Regions from separate parts of the Mus musculus genome. Here regions 1, 2 and 3 are each linked to region 4. A link is a contact called in public promoter capture Hi-C data. All regions are on one chromosome and are shown on one strand. The core of a region is the stretch at or near the end of the contact, and the rest is flanking DNA. Distances in the headings are between cores, read along the strand shown. Region 1 holds the start of Arcn1 (archain 1). Region 2 holds the start of Tmem25 (transmembrane protein 25). Region 3 holds the start of Treh (trehalase (brush-border membrane glycoprotein)). Region 4 holds the start of Rnf26 (ring finger protein 26).

Evidence for each region. Promoter capture Hi-C pulls out the DNA fragments that hold promoters and counts their contacts.
Region 1: a contact with region 4 is called in a promoter capture Hi-C map of pre-B cells, with 3 times the contacts expected there. The contact joins the promoter of Arcn1 here to the promoter of Rnf26 in region 4. A contact is called at or near these places in 4 of 39 promoter capture datasets (cranial neural crest, erythroid cells, liver and 1 more) and 1 of 9 other capture datasets (liver).
Region 2: a contact with region 4 is called in a promoter capture Hi-C map of pre-B cells, with 4 times the contacts expected there. The contact joins the promoter of Tmem25 here to the promoter of Rnf26 in region 4. A contact is called at or near these places in 3 of 39 promoter capture datasets (hippocampal neurons, liver and pre-B cells) and 1 of 9 other capture datasets (liver).
Region 3: a promoter capture Hi-C map of 3T3-L1-derived adipocytes shows a contact between it and region 4, with 2.9 times the contacts expected there. The contact joins the promoter of Treh here to the promoter of Rnf26 in region 4. A contact is called at or near these places in 2 of 39 promoter capture datasets (3T3-L1-derived adipocytes and pre-B cells) and 1 of 9 other capture datasets (liver).

The regions. Positions count from the first base shown.
Region 1 is chr9:44,766,555-44,769,723 of GRCm38.p6, forward strand. It overlaps Arcn1 (archain 1), which reads right to left and starts at 1,254. Exons shown (of 10, transcript NM_145985.4): 1 at 1,116-1,254. The coding sequence starts at 1,118.
Region 2 is chr9:44,797,226-44,800,615 of GRCm38.p6, forward strand. Tmem25 (transmembrane protein 25) reads right to left here and starts at 2,022. Exons shown (of 8, transcript NM_001357385.1): 1 at 1,439-2,022; 2 at 896-1,207. The coding sequence starts at 1,508. Ttc36 (tetratricopeptide repeat domain 36) reads right to left here. Exons shown (of 3, transcript NM_138951.1): 3 at 2,175-2,508. The coding sequence ends at 2,246.
Region 3 is chr9:44,671,593-44,674,960 of GRCm38.p6, forward strand. It overlaps Treh (trehalase (brush-border membrane glycoprotein)), which reads left to right and starts at 1,641. Exons shown (of 15, transcript NM_021481.3): 1 at 1,641-1,748. The coding sequence starts at 1,669. BC049987 (cDNA sequence BC049987) reads right to left here and starts at 668. Exons shown (of 2, transcript NR_165440.1): 1 at 550-668.
Region 4 is chr9:44,111,383-44,114,451 of GRCm38.p6, forward strand. It overlaps Rnf26 (ring finger protein 26), which reads right to left and starts at 1,669. Exons shown (of 1, transcript NM_153762.3): 1 at 1-1,669. The coding sequence starts at 1,567. The coding sequence ends at 293.

The DNA.
Region 1 (3,169 bases), core at 4-2,503, 650 kb after region 4:
ACATAAAATAAAAACATCTTAAAATATAAAAGAAAAAACATACACAATAACAACAACAACATCAACTCATGGAATTGGGGCTCAGGGTCGGTATATGAGGTTTTGGAAATTTTATGTCTAATACCAAATTTTGGGAGGCAAGCCTACTTGATGTAAATTTTATACACCTGAGGCTGGAAAAGAAACTTTCTGTGGTTTAAAGACCAAACATGAATTTCTCCTCTAACCAAATTCTTATCAAAAGAGTTGTTAGTAGAACTTAATAGGACAAGTACCAAGAGAGTCAGTCATGTTACTTAGGTATGCTTTCAAAGCACCTTTAAAAATTCTTCAAAAGTTACTAGATCTAAGGATCTCCTCTTATTCCCGAATATTCAGATTTCAGTCGATTAAGGAGGATCTGGTGGAGTTAATTCTGCTTTCTCCTACCCTCACCTACAAATAACCTCTCCTATCTTGGTAACAGATGAGTTCATAGAGAAATAAGCTCCGCTGGCATCAGAGTCCCCAAGCACAGCCCACCTCTCCTATTCCACATAACAGCTGTGATTACAGTAAGCCACACTCCTGTCACTCCACCAAAACGGTCGGTCCCTTAAAGACAGAAACCCTGTGCTGTCACTCCGTTTCTCTACGTTCTATATACACTCTGCACCAGCCTCGCTGCCAAAGACACGTACGCGCTACCCTAGCACAGGGTAGCTACGGGGACACCGGGGTCCCTCAAACGGGCGCCCGAAGTTACCATTTCCGCACTGCCTCTACTTCCCCCTTTCAATTAAGAGGTGGAGGAGGGAGAAGAAAAGCTTTGAGGCGTGGTGACAAGAGGACGAAAAGCGGCGGACAGGCCCAGCCTCCAGCCCTGCGGTTCCGGAGCTCGCAGGGAACCGGCGGGACCTGAGGACGGAAGACCCGCGCGACAACCACCAGCCCGAGTGGCGGGCGGGCGGACGTGGCGGCGCTGCCGGCGGAGGCTAGGTGGGCGCGGCAGCTTTCGCTCTAGGACTCCGGGAGGCCGTGCCAAGCCTGGGCCGACAGCAGGGCTCCGGGCGCGGCTCCTGCGGTCCCGGCCCAGCCGGCGAGGACGTGGCGAGGGAACCCGGCTCGGCGCTTACCATGGTGAGGCCGCAGGTGGGGCGCGCTGCGCCGCGCTCTGGCTCTGCGGGGACTCGGGCTGCTGCCCAGAGACGCGGAGCTCTGGCCGCTCCGGACCTGCCGCCCCTGACAGGAGCCTCCGCCGCTTCGCCTCTTGCCAAGATGGCGGCCCCAAGCCACGTCTCCAACCGGAAACGGCGCGGGTCAAAGGGCGGGGGGCGGGGCCAGTAAGCTCCGAAGCCAGGAAACTCAGACCCCTGTTAGCCCAGGATTTGCAGGTTTGGCTAGAATTGTGGAGCGTCATTCCTCTGTCCTTTCTTTCTCTTCGCCTGCGTTTATTTGGTGCTGCTTCTTTTTTTTTTTTTTTTTTTTTTTTTTTTAAAGATTTATTTATTATTATATGTAAGTACACTGTAGCTGTCTTCAGACACTCCAGAAGAGGGAGTCAGATCTCGTTACGGATGGTTGTGAGCCACCATGTGGTTGCTGGGATTTGAACTCCGGACCTTCGGAAGAGCAGTCGGGTGCTCTTACCCACTGAGCCATCTCACCAGCCCTTGGTGCTGCTTCTTAAAGTTCGTAAAAACACTCAATGGAATATATAAAATAATCTGTGACCATGAGGAACTAGTATCCTGAATACATAACGTCTAGAACTCCCGTAATAAAGCCGGCATGGTGTCCCCTCACCTGTAATCAATTCCAGGTAAATTAGGAAACTGAGGAGGAAGACCAAAAATTGTCCAGCCGGGCACACGCCTTTAATCCCAGTACTCGGGAGCCAGGGGCAGGACGATCTCTGTAAATTTGAAGCCAGCCTGGTCTACAAAACAAGTCTGGGATAGCCAGAGAGAGCTACACAGAGAAACCCTGTCTTGAGAAGCAAAGCACTAATAAAATACTGACACATACAACATAGATTAGCCTTGAAAACAGGTGTAAAGAAACAGATGCAAAGGCCACTATTTGTTTGCAATGACTAAACCAGGGATATCTGTGAAATTAGAAAGCTTATAAGTGATTTATCGGAGTTCCAGAAGACTAGGACATAGCGGCTAGTGCATTATGTTTGGAATGTAAGTGCCATGGAATTACCCAGAGGCAGATATCCTGAAAGCCACTGAACTGTACGGTTTATCTTCAATATGTAATTATTTTATTTTTAAATCCTATGTGTGTTCAGACATGTGCCTGCGAATGCAGGCGCTGCCTGATATGGGTGCTGGGAATCGAACTGGGGCTTTTTGAAACAGCAACGGATACTCTTGACTGCTGAACCCCCTCTCCAGTCCTGAACTGTATACTTCAAAGGGCTGGGGTTTTTTGTTTGTTTGTTTGTTTGTTTGTTTTAGGGTCCTGAGAGATAGCTCAGCAGTTAAAATCCTATATTGCTCTTGCAGATTTGGTTTTCTCCTGCCTCAAAAAAGAAAGAAAAGAAAATGTATGTTCACAAGTGTCCTTGGTCAGGCGCGCCTTAGAGGCTGTATAACAGAAGTAAAAACAAACGAGGAATCAGCGCGACCTGTGCTTAAATTCTTTTCAGTACTCAAGGCCTTAGTCGTTAGTTAACTCACTACACCTCTCTAAGCCTGTTATTACTCTTTAAACTGGTGGGAGCACATACTTCATAAATTTATAGAGTTAGATAATAGAAAATAAATTAGACTGTATAAGCTAAGTGTTCCACCACAGTAACTGCTCAACAATTTATACTTGTTATTATGGACATAGCATCACAAAGATAAAACCAAAAATAGCAATTCTACTCAAAACATATTTTTGAGGCAGTTTTACTTCCTATACCTGCCTGACCTAGAACTCACTATGTAGATGAGGCTGGTCACGAACACACAGAGGTCTGTCTGCCTTTACATCCTTAGTGTTAAGATTAGAGGCAATTCTCTTTTTAACTTGAAGCAGCACAAAAGAGGTGTGTGCTAGTTAGTAGCCCCAAAATAGAAAACCTTGTGTCCACCAACTGACAAGTGGATAAAGAAAATACTGTATACACCCCAACGAAGCGTTGAGGTGAGCCATCTGCAACAGCTTGGGTGAAACTGGAGAAATTCTGTAC
Region 2 (3,390 bases), core at 772-3,271, 690 kb after region 4:
CTGTTTTGGTTTGGTTTGGTTTGGTTTTGGTTTTTCGAGACAGGGTTTCTTTGTGTAGCCCTGGCTGTCCTGAATCTCACTTTGTAGACCATGCTGGCCTCGAACTCAGAAATCCGCCTGCCTCTGCCTCCCGAGTACTGGGATTAAAGGCATGCACCACCACACCCGGCGATGGTACACATTTTTAATTCCAGTGCTGCTCAGGAGGCACAGGCAGGAGGATCTCTGTGAGTTCAAGGTCTACAAAGCTTCTAGGTTCACAAAATTTCCAGGGCAGTCAGGACTTTTATATAGAGAAACCCTGTCTTGAAAAACCAGAATAAGAAAAAAGAATAGAAAACTACTGGGGATGTGGCTCAGTGGAAGCAGAGGCAGGGGGATTTCCAGTTTGGGGCTGCTCTTGGATAAATAGTAAGACTGTCTAAAATTTTAAAACCTGGGCTGGGAATATAGCTCAGTTGGTAGAGTGCTTGCCGATCATGAGAAAGGTCCTGGGTTCGGTCCTCATACCACATACCCTATGGTCTCTGCACTGGGGAGGCAGAAGCAAGAAGATCAGAAGCTCAAAGTCACCCCTGGAAAAAGTCTCAAAGCATAAAAATAAAAAGAGTAGAGAGCCAGACAAAGGTCTAAATTTGCATCCTGGACCTACTTCTTAATTGTTGGGCAATTAAATCTCAAAATGTTGGGCAGCTGCTTAACTTGTGCCTCAATTTCTCATTTGTAAAATAGGGATGAAAATAGAAATTCTCTCATATCGTGTTTATGAATGTCCTGTTAAAGCTAAATGTGTCATGCGTATGAGTAATCTCAGCACTCTAGAGGCCGAGGCAGGGGATTGGCAAGTTTGAGTCCAGCCTAGGCAATGTAGTAAGACTGTCTCAGGGATACTTACATTGCACATTGAGGATGACAGAGGCATTGGCTGGCCGGCCACTCCCTGGGTCCTGCAGGGAGCAGTTAAGCTCATGTTGGGAGCGCTGGGCAGTAACAGTGAAAGTGCTGGTTCCTCCAGAGAAGGCGTCCCCACCCACACTCAGCAGTCGGGAGGTGGTGGCCTCCTGTAGCTGTCCATCCAGGTACCAGGCTAATCGGGGAGTGGCAGAACCTCCTGCAACCCGACAGGTGAAGGCATGGTGCTCATTCTCCCTAAGCGCTCTCTCAGCCCAGGTCTGACCATCAATTTGCGGCGCCAGCTCCCCTTGACCTGGAACACAGCAGGCAGCCGCTGGGAGGCACTTGGAGAGACCACAGTGAGGTTCAGTTACAGAGAGGCAGCAGGCCAAGAGACAGGGCAGCTGGTTTCTCTGACCAGGATCTGCATAGACTTATGGTAGGGAAGTAGGGATAGGGGAACCCAGCCCTGGAGACTGGAGTGGGTATCGTGAGAGGAGATGCAAGCAAGGAGGGTTTGGCCAAAGGATGAACTGGGGTATACCTGAACTTAAGAGGGCAGGAAGGAGCAGCAGTGTGTGCCGGAGGGTAGCTTGGCTTAGAGGCAATTCCATGGTGATCAGGGACCGGCCTCCAGGCTGCTGAGAGAAGAGTACCAGCCATGTAGGCCTAACAATTCCTGCAATAATTTACCATGCACTGATGTAGACTGGCCCACAGTGGCCAAGACACCGGCACAAATAGACACAATCAGCAAGACCCAAAGGAAGAGACCCTATGGCAACACTTCGTCTCTGTGCGGGCATAGAGGCCAGCACTGACAGTAGATGACCACAGACAGACAGACAGACAGACAGACATGCACAGGCGCCCTTCCCCTTCCCCCCCAAACGATCGTCCTTCTCTTGACCCGGTTCACTCCTCGCTGGCCTTGGCTCTCCCTCCCATATCTCGCCATGCACCGCTTTTCCAATCTCGGCTGCTCAGGTGGACTTGGGCCTAGCAAGAGAGCGTCGCGGATCCGAGGGTCGCTGGAGCATCCTGCTTTCGGGTCAGCTCACCTGGCTCCCTCCCAGAGTGAGCCCCAGCAATTGCTCAAGAAGGCTGAGCACCGCAGTCCGCTGCAAGGGCGGGGCCCGCGCCAGGCAGGACCAATCGCTGCCCGAGCAAGGGCAGGTGGCCGTTCCAGCCCCGCCCTGTCCCGCCTCCTCCCTACCCCCGCCAAGGCCTCCACCGTGAGGCTGGTTAGTAAGCAGGCGGACACAGAGCAGACGCAGTCCGAGAGTCCCGGAAGTTTTATTGGGTCCTGGTTGGGTCAGGGTCCCCCTCTCCATCATTCGGCCGGCCACGCTCAGCGCCCGTTGCTGGGCGCGCGCAGCTGCCCCATCATGTCGGCCAGCATGCGGTTGCACAGCGCGGCGTACGGGTTGAGCAGCACTAGCTGGCGCCGTGCGAACGGGCTGCCCAGTCGCGCAGCCTTCTCGAAGTCCCTGCGGGCGTCGTCGTCCCGGCCCTGAAATCTCGCCAGTAGCCCGCTCTGCACGAAGCTCTGGCGGGCGGCGCGACCCCGGCCGCCGCTCAATGTCACCGCGCGCTCCAAGTCCTCCAGGGCGCCTGCGGGCGGACAGGGAGAGGGCGGCGCAGGTCAGCCGGGTGTGGGCAACCGAGCCCCCGCCCACCTGCCGAGCAGAGCAGCCCATCCCCTCCTTCGTGCAGCAGACTTTTGAACCACGAGGGATTATTTCTAACCCGAGATGAAGGGTTGCTACAATTGGCTTGTGGGCCGCCCACGGGCAGAGCTGAGATCAAAGTCCAAGGCTCTCCTTGGCCTTGTTCCTGGTATGTCCTAACATTAATGCACCCAAACGTGAATGTTTTCTAGAGGATCTGGCCACTGTGTTAGTGAATCCATCAATTATCAAATAGTCGTAGTTCACACAAGTGGAGCCTAGCACCTACTGTGTGTTTGGTGGCCCACTTTGAACCCTAGAGTTCAAGAAATCTCATTAGCTAACAGAACTGTTTCCTCTTTTCCAATGCAGACTACGAAAGCGGCACGTTCCCCATTTTTCTCCTTCATTATCTCCACGGTCTTCATTACTCTGTATCTTATTTCATTGGAAGAAGGTCGTGGAGCCAGAGCTGGCTGCACTGTTTTATTTTCGTGATTCTCAGAGGAACGTACTTGGATTGAGTTTCAGAACTCATCCCGGAACCTCAGGCAGCCAGCTTAGGGTTTCTGTTAGGTCCACGGGCTGCTTTCTTTGGACCCTGCCTCTATTCATAGTCTCCAGTTTCCTAAAGAGGCTGCCAGGGCCCTTGCATTGCTCAGCACCATCGTGGAGAAAGGCTGAGTTTCCCTCAGAGGTCCAGGTTGGGACTGCAGACTGAGCAGCTCTGGGACCAGCTCAGTTTCCCTCTTCACAGCTAGTCTGCAGGAATCCAAGCCTCTACAAGTGGAGTTACCTCTGCATCTCCAGGCTTTCCATCTGTAGG
Region 3 (3,368 bases), core at 391-2,890, 560 kb after region 4:
CATAGAATGAGGTAACCAACACCAACAAACACAGAGAAAGACAATCAACACACAGTTCATCCCTTTCATGGTCACAGTTACAGACAGTTCGTCCCTTCCATGGACGCAGAGCAGAGTTGCTTGGCTGGCTCCAGCCTCACCAAGACAAACCAGGCGTCCCTGCCAGTACAGCAGGAGCCAGATTATAGGAAGACTCAGCTCCTGCCAATACTGTCTTGCTGTTTCCAGAAGGAGTGGAGCCCTCCCAGTTCCCTTCAGGGTCTCTGGAGTATCCCCCAAATTCCCAGCAGTCTCAATGTTAAGGCACGTCTGTCAGCTGCACTTAACCACCCCAGATACCATAAACTCTCCAAGCCCCCGACACTTGCAAGCAAACCAAAAGTTCAAACAGACTTACAGACTCAGACTTTGACAAACAGCAAGGCAAACAAGAAAGAACCTTGGTACCTGCTCGAGACCTCTGATTCACGGCTCTCTGGTGTGTCCTCACAGGAGGTCGAATTCCCAGCCCATGCACCAAATGTAAGACTCTAACGAGCCTTAGCTTACCTGGGACCCCTACCCCTGCCACAGTGAACAACTTGGAGCTAGGGATCGATGCAAAAGCAAGAGGAATTTATTGTTCCAGTACACTGGGGTCTTCCTGCACCTGAAGGAAAGGCAGCAACCTTGGGCAGCCCGTTTGGCCAGTTTTTATACAGCTTTCAGAGGTAGAATAGAGCAACAGCCACTAGGCACAACGTGATTGGTAGAACAGTGTGACTTTTAAACTGATTGGTCCTTAGGGAATGGGGTGGCAAGGGCTTTCCTTGTCTGTGGGGGCAGCCAATGGTCTGTCTTTGTACTCTGGGCTTCCCTTATCTGCAGGTGGTCAGTGGTTAGTCCCTGCTGTGGTCTGAGGAATGGGGTGCCTGTGTGCTCTATGAACTTTCTCTTCCAGGAGGGGAGGGGTCTGGTGGAATTTGTCAAAGTTCCTGAGCTGACCTCTTCACAGCAAATGTTCTTAACCTCTGAGCCATTTCACCAGCTCCTTGGCAAAACCTCTTCACTAACTGGTGCCAAAATGTCCCTCCAGCCTGTCACACAACTTTTGCACCAAGTCTCTGGATGTCTCATGTGATGGCATGGCCTCCTGACTATTCCTCAGGACTCAGTGCAGACATCATCTTATGGTGGGGCTTCCTGATCCATCCCCGAGAGGTTGTCCTGTGTCCTCACAGGGTCTCCTGTAGATAACAGGGAGTTTGATAAAGCTTTGGAGAAGACTTGAGCCATTCTGTTTTAAGTGATAAAGAAATGGTCCCTTCTGGCATTAGAGACTAGGGAGCCACACACAGACTCAGTGTCTAAATCATACTTGGGTGACCTCAGTTGTGGCCCTGGCCCTTGGGTGCCCACCCATATAACTCTGAGCAAAGTCCCTGAGCATGTAATACCAGTTAGAATTGAGAAATGGAAGAAAGTGGCTGATGGGGTAGTGAGCACTGTAGCTGGAGGGCAGAAGTGGTAAGCAGTCCACAAGAAGTTGAAACACACATCTCCCCCCTCAGGTGGCCACACCTCATAGCCTGGACTTTGGCTGACCTGGGTAGGCAAGTGAGGCAGGCCGTGTTCAGCAAGCCAGAGGTGCCAGGGTTTGCTCATTCCGTTCTAGGCACCGTGCCCAGGATGACCTGGGAGCTGCACCTGCTGCTTCTGCTGGGGCTGGGACTTAGGTCCCAGGAGGCCCTGCCACCACCCTGTGAGAGGTAGGGAGGTGGAGAAGCTGTGTGTGTGGGGGAAGACAAGGGTGGAAGGCTGGGATGAGAGCTTACCCTCTGAGGACCAGCCTCTCAGAGGATAAAGAAGGAAGAAACCAGGCTTGTAGGGGTAGAAGGACCAAAACCTGACACCAAACTCACTGTGTTGGAACGAGGTGGAACTTTGAGGCAGGCCTATGTATAATTCCAGAGCTGTTGACCAATGTCTGCCCTCCGTGCTGCTGACCAGAGCTCACCAGCCAAGCAGCTCCTTGGACCAAGCAGGGCTGTTCTCTTCACTGTTCTAGCAAAGCTTGCCTAGCTTAGCGTGAGGGGAGTCTAGGTCCTGTCAAGAACTTACACATAAGTTCAGCCTACCTTGCTGCTCTTTCTGTGTCCCAGGGCAAGTCAATCCTTTCTTCTGAGCCTCAGCTTCTACCAGCAAATACAAAGATGGGGGGGGGTCACTCTACTTCCTGGGTCTGGAACTGTCATTCTCTCTTCCACTCGGACTCATGGAACCCTCCCTCCACCAGTTCTTGCAAGAAGGGTAAAAACAAGGCCTAGGATGGTGAAGAACAAAGAGAAGGTAGGAGCTAAGTAAGCAAGGAGGAAGCAGAAGGGGGTGTCTCAGAGGATGCAATGGGCCGATGGAACGTGGAAGGAGCCATCTTGAAACAGAAGTAGGGAGCAGGGCAAAGGCTCTGAGGTGTCCTCCAAGGGTCACAAAGTCCCATGTGGCCTGGAAAGAAGCAGAACCAGGCTATGAGGTGGAGATAGCTCTAAGGAAAGGAGACCAAGCCCTGCGGACTTGGCAGGACTGGGCTGGGGCTGGGGGGTGGGGCTGAGGAGCCGATTAGGGATGCATGAAGACTGAGCTGTGACTTACTCACTGATGCCCAGGTGTGCAGTATGGAAGGATCTGGAATAATCCTCAGGACTTATTTGTTCACCAGTAGGCAGGACACAGAGTGGCTCTTCCATCCAGTCTCTTGTGTCCTGTTGGGCTATTTGCAGAGTGCCTACCATGAGTGCCGCTGTTTGTCCCTGAGAGCATGTCAGTAGTCCACTTGGACAGTCACACGTGTGCTTGTAGACTCTCTACAAAGAGAGTTACAGGACAGCTAGAGCTACACAGAGTCCCTGTCTCAAAAACAACAACAAAAACCCAAACAGCCACTGAAGGCACAGATGTATTAGGGTAGAGTCCAGGAGAGAAGAAACTCAAACTTCCAGCAGTCTTCTTCCAGAAGATGTGCCCAGAAAGTACCAACCAGGAGTCACCCCTGAGTCTTCATGTTGAGTTTCTTGAGATCCTTCACAGAGACCCCTGTAGGTCTCCAAAGATTAAGCTGACATTGGGTGGCCTATTGTCCCCATCACAAATGTCAGCGTTAGCCTAGGATAGCCAGCGTGCTCCAAGTTCCATCAGGCAGCATACTCTGATATCTTAACCCTGTTCCCTCAGGTGGCTCTGGGACTTGGCGACGTGGCCACCTGTGCGGCACCATTTTTTTGCTGTGTGCTGAGGAATCTGGTCTTCCTCCTGGGTTCATGGCAAGTTGTCTCTCAGCCCTTGGCACTTCTCATGGGATAAGACTGCCTTTGTTGCTTAGCGTGGGCTTTTAT
Region 4 (3,069 bases), core at 419-2,918:
AGGCGCAGCACAAGAGCCCACCACAGAGTCTCAGGGCCCTTGCATAGTGACATACTCACCACCCTCAGCATCTCAGGGCCCCACACAGGATTTAGAGAAAGTGTTACTCTGTCCCACCCAGACTGGAGTCTTCCAGAGTATTCCAAGCTACACGTCCTGGATATATGGCTTGAGGCTTGGCAGAGTCGCCGCCTTCGGGGGCAAAGAAGACTCAGGCCAGAACCCAGAGGCAAAGTGTTGATGCTGTCCCGGTGTGTGGAGCGCAGAGGATGAGCAGGCAGGGAGGGAGTCCTCAGAGGTAGACATTGAGGGTTTGCAGGATGCTGCGGCGGCAGAGCGGGCAGTTGCGATGGTAAACAGGGTGGCGCATGAGGATCTCAGTGCAAGCCTGGCACAGGCACAGGTGCCGGCAGGGCAGAAGCAGCACCGTTTTGCTCTGGTCCTGGCAGATAACACACTTCTTCCGCTCTTCTTGCTCCTTCAACAGCTTCCATGGGTCCTGCCCAGCGGCAGGCTCGTCCTCGTTGAGTTGCTCTCGGCCTCTAGCTGGTGCAGTTCTGATGACCTCCTCTTCTGCTTCAGGAGGAGTGTCCTGTGGCTGGATCCTGGCTGAGAACACCCTCCTGGGGCCACCTTGGGGGGCTCCTGGTGCTCCTCCCCGATTTGGCCAGCTGGCCAGTTGTAGGCTGCGGCTCCAGACTCTGCGCCAAGCCTCCAGACCTAGTGGAAGGCGAGTCAGCCGTACGATATCCTCCCAAAGCCGGTGGTAAGATGGGCGGGCATGAAGCTGACTGAGAGCTTGAGTGGCCAGCCTCAGGGTTTGTTCTGGGTGCAACACAATCAAAATCACTGCCAGCACGCAAGCCAGCAACACCAATCCAGTGAGATGGAAAACCACACAGCTGGCCAGCAGGCGGGCGGCTGAGGCCAACAGCTCCAGTGCTAGCTGGCAGGGGGTCCACAGGAGAATGGCCATAGCCACTGCACTGCTGGAGATGTGAGCGAGGAAAGCAGCCACCACGTCTGTCATCCTCCAAAGAGGCCCCGTTACAGCATCCCACAGGGCCAGCACCAGGGAGAAGAAGTTCTGAGTGCTGATGAGGCAGATGTTGACTAGACTGTTGATCACATAGGCCACCAGGCTCATGGCAATAGCACATATGTCACAGGCCTGGCGCAGCAAAGCATGGCCATTGGAGACCATGTTCAGGATGCCCCGATTCAGGAATTCCCGGCTCCTCAGAGCTCCGTGGGAGGCCAAGTGCCCCAGTAGCTTTAAGCTCTCCAAGCCAGAGTAGCAGCTATAGAGGAGCGTCCCCAAGGCCTGCAGTCCCCCGAAGGTAAATCGGACCACAGCTTCAACTAAGGCCAGCAAAGAAAGCAGGAATCCTCGACCCAAGTGCAGAAGACTGGTAAGTACCGTGTGTGGCAGATTGTAGATGAAGGCCAAAAGCCAGGCCAGGGTAGCCAGGAGGGAGGACACGAGCAGGAAGTTGAGATCCAACATCAAGGTCAGCAAGTCCAGCACCAGGCCCACCCCATTCACCACCAGGTAGACAGCCTCCATGATAGGGCTGCGAAGTTCAGGACAAAAGGAAGGCTGGCTCCTCAGGGAAGGCGGTGTCAAGGTTGCCACTATTGTGGCGAGATCGGAGTGAATTTGGAAGGGATGCGAACGTCTAACCAAGGAAGAAGCAAGGGCTACAGAAGTGGGCTTCAGGGAAGACTTTTACAGAAGGGAACGGCGTCCCGGCTTGGAAGGCGGAATGTTCGGGAGCGAAGAGGTGAAACATCTCTAAAGTGACAGCGAGCCTGGACCGGAGGAAGCACCTCAGCGTTAGGAGCCTGGAGCGGTAAACACGACAGGGCCACGGGTCAGACCGGGAGGAGACCCGCAAGGATGGGACGGAGTCGGGAAGGGCCGGGTCGGGGCCGGGTGGGGGCGGCGCAGGCTGGGCGCGGGCTCGCGGTCCAGCCACGCAAGTGCCCCTGTCCCCGCCCGGCCCCTGTCCTCCCGCTCGCGGCGAGTGGCACCCAAAGGGAGAGCGGGACGGAAAGTCAGCCTCGGCAAATCCCGAGCGCGGCCTCGACTCCACTGGGCGCCGCCATCTTGTTTGCGAAGGGACGTGGCAAGCAGGGGGCGGGACTATAGCCTGTGGCCAATCAGTGAGGGGCAATGGGCAGAAATGTCGACAAACCATTGGTGGTTTTGAATGGCGCCCAAAGACAGTTTCCAATGAGAGGGGTGGAAATGTGTTTATAAAGCGCCCCCTCCTCTTTGAAGTGGTGATAGGTCCGTTAGCATGTCGGTATAATTTTCCCTCCCTGTCCCGCTCCGCCCCTTAAAGAGCCAGAGCCACACTTTAATGAGGCTGCCTTTAAGTGTTGTGGCCCCAACTCCACCTGCTCCCGATCCTGCGTGCATTCTTGGAGCTCTGGGCTAGGCTCTGAGATAGTACCTCCTCCGCGTACGCTGGGACCCCCGCCTCATCTCATTCATTCATTCATTCATTATTTATTTATTTATTTATTTATTTATTTTTGGGTTTTCGAGACAGGGTTTCTCTGTGTAGCCCTAGCTGGCCTGGAACTCACTCTGTAGACCAGGCTGGCCTCGAACTCAGAAATCCGCCTGCCTCTGCCTCCCAAAGGCATGCACCACCATGTCCGGCTCATCATTTATTTTTTATCATTTATTAAGCACTTAACATGCCTTGGAAATACAACCCTTTTTAAGATTATCGTCTTATCTCAAGCTATTCACAAAGTGAAAAAGATTGTTAAAGGAGATCTGTTGTCATTGAGAAAAGGAGCCACAGAATGAAGGAGCTCTGCTTTCTACCTTGACCCCTATCAACATGTAGGCCATCTGTAACCCATACATCAAGAGCTCCAGTGTTTTCTACTTACCCGGAGGTCTCTCGGGTGACTATCATACTTGTTAGCCTTAATTGTCAACTTGGCACAGCCTGGAATCATGTGAGAGAAACCTCAATTTAAGGGATTGCCCAGGTGGGTTTGGTCTGTAAATTTGTCTGTGAAGGATTCTTTTGTTAATTGACAGAGGAG